Regions from separate parts of the Sus scrofa genome. Here region 1 is linked to region 2. Evidence: chromatin contacts called from public promoter capture Hi-C data. All regions are on one chromosome and are shown on one strand. Each heading gives the region's core, a stretch centred on a gene start, on an enhancer-like site or on the middle of the called end of the contact. The rest is flanking DNA. Distances are from core to core; before and after follow the strand shown. Region 1 holds the start of HMMR (hyaluronan mediated motility receptor). Region 2 holds the start of MAT2B (methionine adenosyltransferase 2B).

Region 1 (4,320 bases), core at 176-2,675, 61 kb before region 2:
AAAGCAACTCAATGAGAAAGGTATGTAATTACCCCACTTTGTGGATGAAGGCTTAGACACTGAATAATCTCTTGTTCAAAGTTAAAAAACTGGTAAAATGGCAAAGGGAGGTATCTTACCAAGTAGTCTCCCTTCACCATCACAGAGTGTCATCAAATATCCTGAACATCTAATCCGAGAACGAAATCTAACTTCAACCTAATTGAATTTAACTATAAATTTTAACAATGAAAAAAATGGGTCCTAGATCCAAAGGGTACTGATGAGATTAAGAGGAATGTTAACTATTTTCTTCACAACCTCTGGGCCACCTGCTTAACCACGCCACGAAAATGCAGAATTTTTCTTTTCTTTCCTTTTTTTTTTTTTTTTTTTGTCTTTTTAGGGGCGTATGGAGGTTCCCGGGCTAGGTGTCAAATTCAAGCTGTAGTCGTTGGCCTACACCACAGCCAACAGAAACGCCAGATCCCAGCCATGTCTGTGATCTACACCACAGCTCAACGCAAGGCCAGATCCTTAACCCACTGAGAAAGGACAGGAATCAAACCTGCGTCCTCATGGACGCTAGTCAGATTCTTTTCTGCTGAGCTTAATTTTTCTAATTTTGGATGAGACATTACCTCCCAATCCTCATCCCGACATCTTTAGCCTCTATTTTTATCTTTACTGTCCTACAACTGCCCACATATTTATTAGTTTAGTTATGCCTCCCGCCGAGACCCTAACTTCTCTCACAGTACGGGAACATTATCTGGCTCCTTCACCGCTGTCCTCCCAACACCTAGATCAGTGCTTGGAAGATAGTACATGTACTATAATTATTTGTTCTTTCAAGGACAAGTTAAGCTGTTCTCATAGAAGACCCGCAGAGGAACAAAAGCAGCAGCTTCATCTGGCTTAAAAACAAGGCCAGAGAAAAGGGCTACTCAAATTCCCACCTCAAATGTGGCTGGCCCTGAGCCGGGGGCGGGCTCCTACCAGACCGAAAACCAGGGCAATCTCATCCCTGCTTCGGCCAGTCAAGAGGAGCCGAACGGCCCTCCAGCAGTCTTTCCACGAAAACCATGATATTTAGGGCTGGGGGATTTGAGGAGGCTGGAAAGAAACTGAGTATAAGCCCCGACCTGCCGCTACCTTGAGGATCTCGCGACCACCCACGGCCAGCGCCACATGCCGGCTCTGCAGGCCGCACTGGATATCCTGGGCGCGAGTGCCTGGCGGGACCTGAACTTCAATGAACACCTCCTCCAACGTCTGGTACCACTGGCCCCACGGCGTCCCGCACGGAACGACCCCACTGCGTTCCTCAAAAGGGGCTGACATACTCCAATCGCCTCCCGGCTGCGGTGGCACCGAGAAAACTGAGCGCAAGCGCGGAGCCTCCGCGCCCAGGCCACGCCCCGTCTCCTCCGCTCGGGTCACTGCACATGCGCAGGAGTGGACCCCCGTGTTTCCACCTGCGCTCTTTCTTTCCTCTCAATGGCCATTAGGACACTGGCAGGACCCAGGTTGAAGGAACTGAAATCCGGAAAAGTTTACATCCAAAGACCGATGGAAGAGGCTTGCAACTCGTAAAGTTAGAACGCAGGACAGTACCACCAATATGACGTCAAGAGCGACTGAAAAATTCGCTGATGTGAACTGCGATTGCGCAAATGCTGCTTGTGGCGTAGTTGAAATTGAGTAAAGCCAGTAGTGATTGGGCCAGTGTGTGGGGGAGGGGTCGAAGTAAAAAAGTACTAGTCTCCTATTGGGTGATAACCTAAACTAGCAGGCCACCTGATTGGACGCCGCGAGAGCCGAGTACGCAGGCTCTTTGGGTGTTCCCTTCCTGGATTGGTGTACCCAAGGCTTTGGTTTTCCGATTGGCCAATGTCGCCTGGGCGGGAATAATCAGGGAGATTTGAATTTGAAGACAGTAGGCCATAATAACCCTCTGGAAGTTACCGAGGAGCGCTGATACCTTCGTGTTTGTGGAGCTGGTCGTCAACATGTCCTTTCCTAAGGCGCCCCTGAAACGATTCAATGACCCTTCCGGTGCGTACGGGGAAAGGAGATGGGGGACAGGAGATACTCTCATACCTCTTGCCCCTTTTGCTTCCCTTCATCAGAGGCAAATAGCGATTTTTAAGGCTGGGACGGGACTCCTTTTATTGACTCCTTTTTTCTGAAATATAAGCCAAGTATTTACTACATACCAAGCACTATTCAGGATGATAAGGATACAGCAGTGAGCGAAGCAAAGCCCCTACCCCATAGATCTTACATTAATTGGAGAATGCAGCCAATAAACAATTAGTGCCTTCGGAAACTAAAACAGATGGAAGGGAATAGGAATGAGGAAGCGGCGGTAGCTATCTGTTGGTCAAGTCGGAGAGTCTCACTGATAAAAAAATATTTTACCGTCGCATTTTGTTTGAACTTGTGGATTTCTTATTAATATTCCATTCAAGCCTAAGAAAAGGAAAATTGGTTAAAGCAGTTTATGGGTGGCAGTAGCACAAAAACACTATAGATTAAGTAATGGGAGTTAATTTTGATAGTACAGTACCCCAGATAGCATACTGAGTTTTTACATCAATTATTTTTTTATTTTAATTCCCGCAAATACATATTATCTGTTGTTTTTATTGATAAAAAGATGGAGACTTGTTTATTATATTTGCTCAATGTTATGCAATCCAGATATCAGAACTGGGGCCCCAAACCAGCCTCCTCAAACCATGCTGTGCTCTTAACCACTGCTGTGCTTAATTAAGCACAGTAACCAGGAAGCCTTAGATGTCGTTTGTAAGGCACTTACCATTTATTGGAGGTAACTATGCAGGGATTTTGCTGAGGTCTTCTGGCTAGATCAGATTTATCTTTCCAACAGCCAGGTGAGGCAGGTACTGATATTGTCAACAATTTACAGATGAGGAAACTAAGAGTTTCTGCAGCCAAACTGAGCAGCCTGTAATAAAACTTAACATCAAAACTCATGACTCACCCATCATAATGTATACTTTTTAACAGTCACTCATTCCACCTTAATTTCTATCAGCTAACTTGCAAATGGAAATGAGGCCAAGTGAGCAAATGCATTAGCACAAGCTTTTTTTTTTTTTTAATTGAAAGGCTCAAGGACCATATACTTTCCTAGACATTCAGAGAACCTCTTCTAAGTTCTGTCAGCAGTGTGTATCTTATGAGAATTTTTTTTTTTTTTTTTGCTTGTAATAAATTAGACTGGTTTTGCCAGTTACACAAAATTTCAGGCTCACAGTTTCAGAAGTAGTAATACATCATTTATTTGAGGCTTGGTATGTGTGTGAGGCACTGTAGTGATTTCTTATAAAATTCTAGTAATCCTAACAGCTGTAATATGAGGTAAATTTTTTTTTTTATTCCTGTTTCATGAATGAAGAATCCATCTCAAATAGAAATAATTTTCCAGGGGTTTTAAAGCTAGACTGGAAAAGGGGAGAATATAATGTTCTTATCCATCATCTTCTCCCTATGACTACGGAGTACTTGGCACCAAAGCTGTTGATTGGCAGACAAAGGTGGACGTGGATTTGACCCTACTGATTACTATACAAAACCCTATTCCCATTCCCACATTCCCTGTGACTGTTTTCTTTTCCACACTTCCAGATTCAACCCTGAGCTAAATACTGAGGATACGGATATGATTAAGACTGTCCCTGGAGGTCCCATCGTGGCTCAGTGGTTAACTAATCTGACTAGGAAGATGATGAGATTGCGGGTTCAATCTCTGGCCTTATTCAGTGGGTTAAGAATCCAGCATTGCCGTGAACTATGGTATCTAGGTCTCAGACATGGCCCAGATCCCGCATTGCTGTGGCTGAGGCATAGGCCAGTGGCTACAGCTCCGATTAGACCCCTAGCCTGGGAACCTCCCTATGCCATGGGTGCTGCCCTGGAAAAAGACAAAAAGACAAAAAAAAATTCTTTTAAATAAAAATTTAAGTTAAAAAACAAAACAAAACACTGTCCCTAACTTCAGGCAGTTTTGTCTAAGGTGGGGGATGGATAAATATGTTATTATAAGCCATTACAAAACTACAGGAAATTCTATGATAGGAACAGTACACACAGGCTGCTGTGGAATGAAGGTTTCTAGCTTGATTTGGGGATTTAGAGAAAACTGCAAGAGGCAACATCTGGGCTGAGATCTGAAAGAAGAGGCAGATCTCAAGTCAGCTATGCATAAGCACTCTGAAATGCCTTTCATTTGGGATTCCAGTTACATGAGTTATACAGTATGAAGTGCTGGAACATAGAAATATAGTGACATTTGTACTTTGCATAACATGA
Region 2 (4,135 bases), core at 61-2,560:
AGGAAAGAAAGTCACGGGACTGAGACGTGGAAAAACTTTTTTTAAAGGCTGCTTGCCTAGTGTTCAGCTGGAAGATGAAACCAAAAAAAGCTTTTATGCAATTAACGTCGTTTTAGAAGAATCCAAGCAGTAATCAACATTTCTGGGCGACTTTTATTAGAGTCTCTGTCTTCTGTGTGTCTGGACAAAAACACTCAGACTGTTCAGTGGAAAGCTGGTGAACCCTACACGGTCCATGCTCGGATTTTTTCTGAGTAAATTTCACCGGCATCCCGGCTGGCATGGGACGTTTTGGTTTTAAACTGAAAGAAAATACGGTTGCGTGCTAGGTCAGCTTCAATGCTTAGGGCTGTTTTAATTTGTTACTTTAAAAAAAAAAAAAAAGGGTGATACAGGTGGTAGAAGATCCGTTGGTCTTTTTCCCCTTTGGTTCCTTTCATTTTCCGAGGTAGCAGAGGCGCCGCTGTGTAGCCAAATGCTGCAGCCTGTAAGGCGGTGCTTCTCAAAGGGTGGTCTTGACTCCAGTTATATCCCCTAAAATGTGGAGCCCCAGGCTCTAGTTCCACAGCTCATACTGAAGTTATTGGTAAAGTACGAGAACGTACGTTTTAAAGTGGCACCCAAACAATTCACCCCCAGACTCCCACACCTTTTTATTTTTAACTAGTTAAAAATAGTTTGCCATTTTTGGAATTTCACACGTACTACCTTTGTGCATCCCAGAAAGACAAATGGGTTCTTCAGAGGCTGATGACTCAGATGTCAACACATTTATTTTTACTCCTCTCTTTATAAAATCTCTCTCTCAAAAACAAAGATCCCTCATTGCTCTAGGGATACATGTCCAATTGTGCTTCCTCTTCCCTTGCCTCATCCCTCCTACCATATCTTTAAAATGTTTTGTTCCACTTTATGTTTTACGTGCCCAGTTAATCCTTATGCACTGCGCACAGTCTACAAACTTGGAAGTCCAGGCGATCCAATTCAATTCTTACCTAGTCGAAAAGGGAAAACTAAATAAACATCCCCAGTTCCTCCTCCCAGCCCGCAAACAAAACTCAAGAGTCCCGGTTTAAAGCTGAGGCCTTTGTTTCAGGTAGCCCTTTAAGAGTCGGCGCGTGGGCTGGGAGCGTCCTGAGCGCGCCCGCCCCCTTTTTGGGGCGTCGGTGGAGCGTGGCCAATCAAGAGTGTCGGTCTTGGCGGCGGAAGCCGGAAGCGGTGGGAGGGGGCCGGCCCGGACCAGGGGAGGCGGGCCTAGGGCGTTGGAGCTGCGGCTTACGGCGTTCTTGGGCTGGAGGAAGTGGCGGACGCTGCGGCGGCGTCGCCAAGACGGCGGGCATGGTGGGGCGGGAGAAGGAGCTCTCTATCCACTTTGTTCCCGGGAACTGCCAGTTAGTGGAGGTGAGGGAATCGGCCCCGGGTCTGGAGGCGGGGTGGGGGGGGGGGACGTCTCGTGGGAACCGAGTGAGCGGAGGGGGACGAATCTGGTGGTGGGGCTGGAGTACTTTTCCAGACGCATTCAGTCGGAGCTGAGGCCCCGGGAGGCTGGGGCGGCGCCGCCGAGTTTGTTTATCTCGGTTTCTGTGTCTTTTCTTAGCAGCTGCGACAGGATAAGTTGAATTTCATTTTCAAGTTTCCTGTCTCCCCTCCCAGGAACGAAGAGGGGTTTTCGGAGATGTTTCGGTTTTGATTTTTTTTTTTTAATCTTTTTTGTTTTTATTCTCCGATTTTAATTCCTATCTCTGAAAAGGGGCCGGGTGGCCTTTCAGAAATAGGAACAGGATTGGAGATGAAGAGTGAGTTCTTAGTTTAAAAACATACAACTATATTATGCACTTTACGTACATTATTTACTTTAATCCTTATAACTGTGAGTTTCTAGTTTTGCTCCATTTTACAGGTAGGAAAACTTGGGGCTTAGAGGGCGAGTACTTGGCCCAAGTGCATTTAGTACGGTTGCATCCGGAATTCAAATACAGGTCTGTTTCCCAAGCTTTGAACCATTGCGGAGGTTGCATAAACGAAAGCTGTTAACTGTGTTTGGAGAGCCCCCTTCTCTACCGTTTCATTCCACGCCCCCCAGCATACACCAGTTCACAGAATATATCTAGCTCTGGGAATAAAGAGATTATTAATGCCCAGATCGATATGTCTTAGAAGGTTCAGGTGAAGGCTATCTCTGATAATGCAAAATTTTTACGCTTCCGGAATGTAGCATATTTAGTGTTTTCAAATCACTTTGGGACTTAGGGGGTAGAGTTAGGGTAGATAGCCTATTTTAAACCTCGATATTGTTTCTGTGTATCCCAAGCAATGCTGAGTAGTAACATTACATATCGTTTATGTGCATTCTCGCATATGAATGTATATGTGTGTATGTAAAGCTTGATAAGTTCTCACAGTAGGGGTTCAGTAGACCAGTGAAAATGGATTTTCCTTCGTTAAAATTGTAGCCAAAACTTGATGTATTTTTGCTGCTCTCAAAACCTATAAAATTGAACCTCACTCGTGAGAATGAAGACGAAGTTTATGTTAGAGAATGAGATGTAGTGGTTACTGGTAATAATACTATTTGTAGGGTACAGAAGGGTGACAGTGGATGTTAGACTGGTGTCACCTAGGTATCTTAAAAAGTTTCTTAAAGTCCAGGAGTATTTATTCAAAGATCTTTCTCAAGGGGGAGGGTTGTGAGAAAGAAATCAATGTGAAACTTTGCCACATTTAAGAGCTTCTAAAAATAGCCAAGTATAATTGTGTTTGCAACTAAAATTTAAGATTTCCTCTTTAGATAATTAGTGAAGTTTCACTCTTGACCTTTTCTAGGACTTTTTTTTTTTTTGTCTTTTTGCCATTTCTTGGGCCGCTCCGGTGGCATATAGAGGTTCCCAGGCTAGGGGTCGAATAGGAGCTGGAGCCACAGCAACTCGGGATCTGGGCCTGGTCTCTAACCTACACCACAGCTCACGGCAACGCTGGATCCTTAACCCACCGAGCAAGGCCAGGGATGGAACCTGCAACCTCATGGTTCCTAGTCAGATTCCTTAACCACTGAGCCACGACAGGAACCCCCCCTTTTTTTTTGTCTTTTTAGGGTGACACCAGCACATTTGGAAGTTCCCAGGCTCAGGTTTGACTCTGAGCTACAGCTGCTGGCCTGTGCCACAGCCACAGCAATGCCCAGATCCAAGCCATGTCTGCAACCTACACCACAGCTAACAGCAAAGCTGGATCCTTAACTCACTGAGTGAGGCTCACTTCCTCATGAATACTAGTCGCCACAATGGGAACTCCTTTGGGATACTTTTAGTAGAAGTTAACCCACATGTGCTAAAGTAGAAGTCACTGTCCCAGAGGACTTGTTGAACCATCTTGAAAGAACCATTTATCTCCTATTAAGTTTACAATTTGGTATTATTCCGTGTACACGTCTCCCATTATGTGTATGACTTCGTAGCATAAGAGCTACAGCTCTCTATTTATATATATTTGGTTTTTCAAGGGTTTTTTTTGGGGTGGGGGGCCTTTTTTGGTTTTTTTTTTGTCTTTTCTAGGACCGCTGCTGCGGCACATGGAGGTTCCCAGGCTAGGGGTCTAATCGGAGCTGTAGCCACTGGTGTACGCTAGAGCCACAGCAGTGCAGGATCTGAGCCCTGTCTTCGGCCTACACCACAGCTCACGGCAATGCTGGATCCTTAACCCACCGAACAAGGCTAGGGATCAAACCCGAAACCTCATGGTTCCTAGTGGGATTCGTTAACCACTGAGCCACGACGGGAACTCAAGTTTTTTTTTTTTTTTTTTAAATCTTTTTAGGGCTCTATTTGCGGCATGTGGAGGGAGTTTCCCAGGCTAGGGGTCAAATCGGAGCTATGTTGCCGGCCTACACTACAGCCACAGCCCAGCCACGTGGGATCTGACCTACACCACAGCTCACTGGCAAGGCCAGATCCTAAACCCACTGAGCAAGGCCAGGGATCAAACACTTAGCCTCATGGATACTAGTTAGCTTCCTTAGCCACTGAGCCACGAAGGGAACTCCTATTCCTTCCTTTGAATGAAGGAAAGTGAGAAACTCAGGAAACCAGATCACAGCTCTTTTATAGCATTTTCCCAGGAATCTTTTTGGTATTTAACT

Evidence for each region. Promoter capture Hi-C pulls out the DNA fragments that hold promoters and counts their contacts.
Region 1: a contact with region 2 is called in a promoter capture Hi-C map of fetal liver, with 3 times the contacts expected there. The contact joins the promoter of HMMR here to the promoter of MAT2B in region 2. A contact is called at or near these places in 2 of 5 promoter capture datasets (fetal liver and liver), 20 of 47 Hi-C or Micro-C datasets (alveolar macrophages, blood, brain and 11 more) and 2 of 2 datasets of contacts at active chromatin or transcription factors (alveolar macrophages and skeletal muscle).

Annotation. Positions count from the first base shown.
Region 1 is chr16:60,329,516-60,333,835 of Sscrofa11.1, reverse strand. HMMR (hyaluronan mediated motility receptor) reads left to right here and starts at 1,425. Exons shown (of 18, transcript XM_003134082.6): 1 at 1,425-2,037. The coding sequence starts at 1,992. It overlaps NUDCD2 (nudC domain-containing protein 2), which reads right to left and starts at 1,696. Exons shown (of 4, transcript XM_003134083.6): 1 at 1,135-1,696. The coding sequence starts at 1,323.
Region 2 is chr16:60,268,818-60,272,952 of Sscrofa11.1, reverse strand. MAT2B (methionine adenosyltransferase 2B) reads left to right here and starts at 1,310. Exons shown (of 7, transcript NM_001142832.1): 1 at 1,310-1,401. The coding sequence starts at 1,339.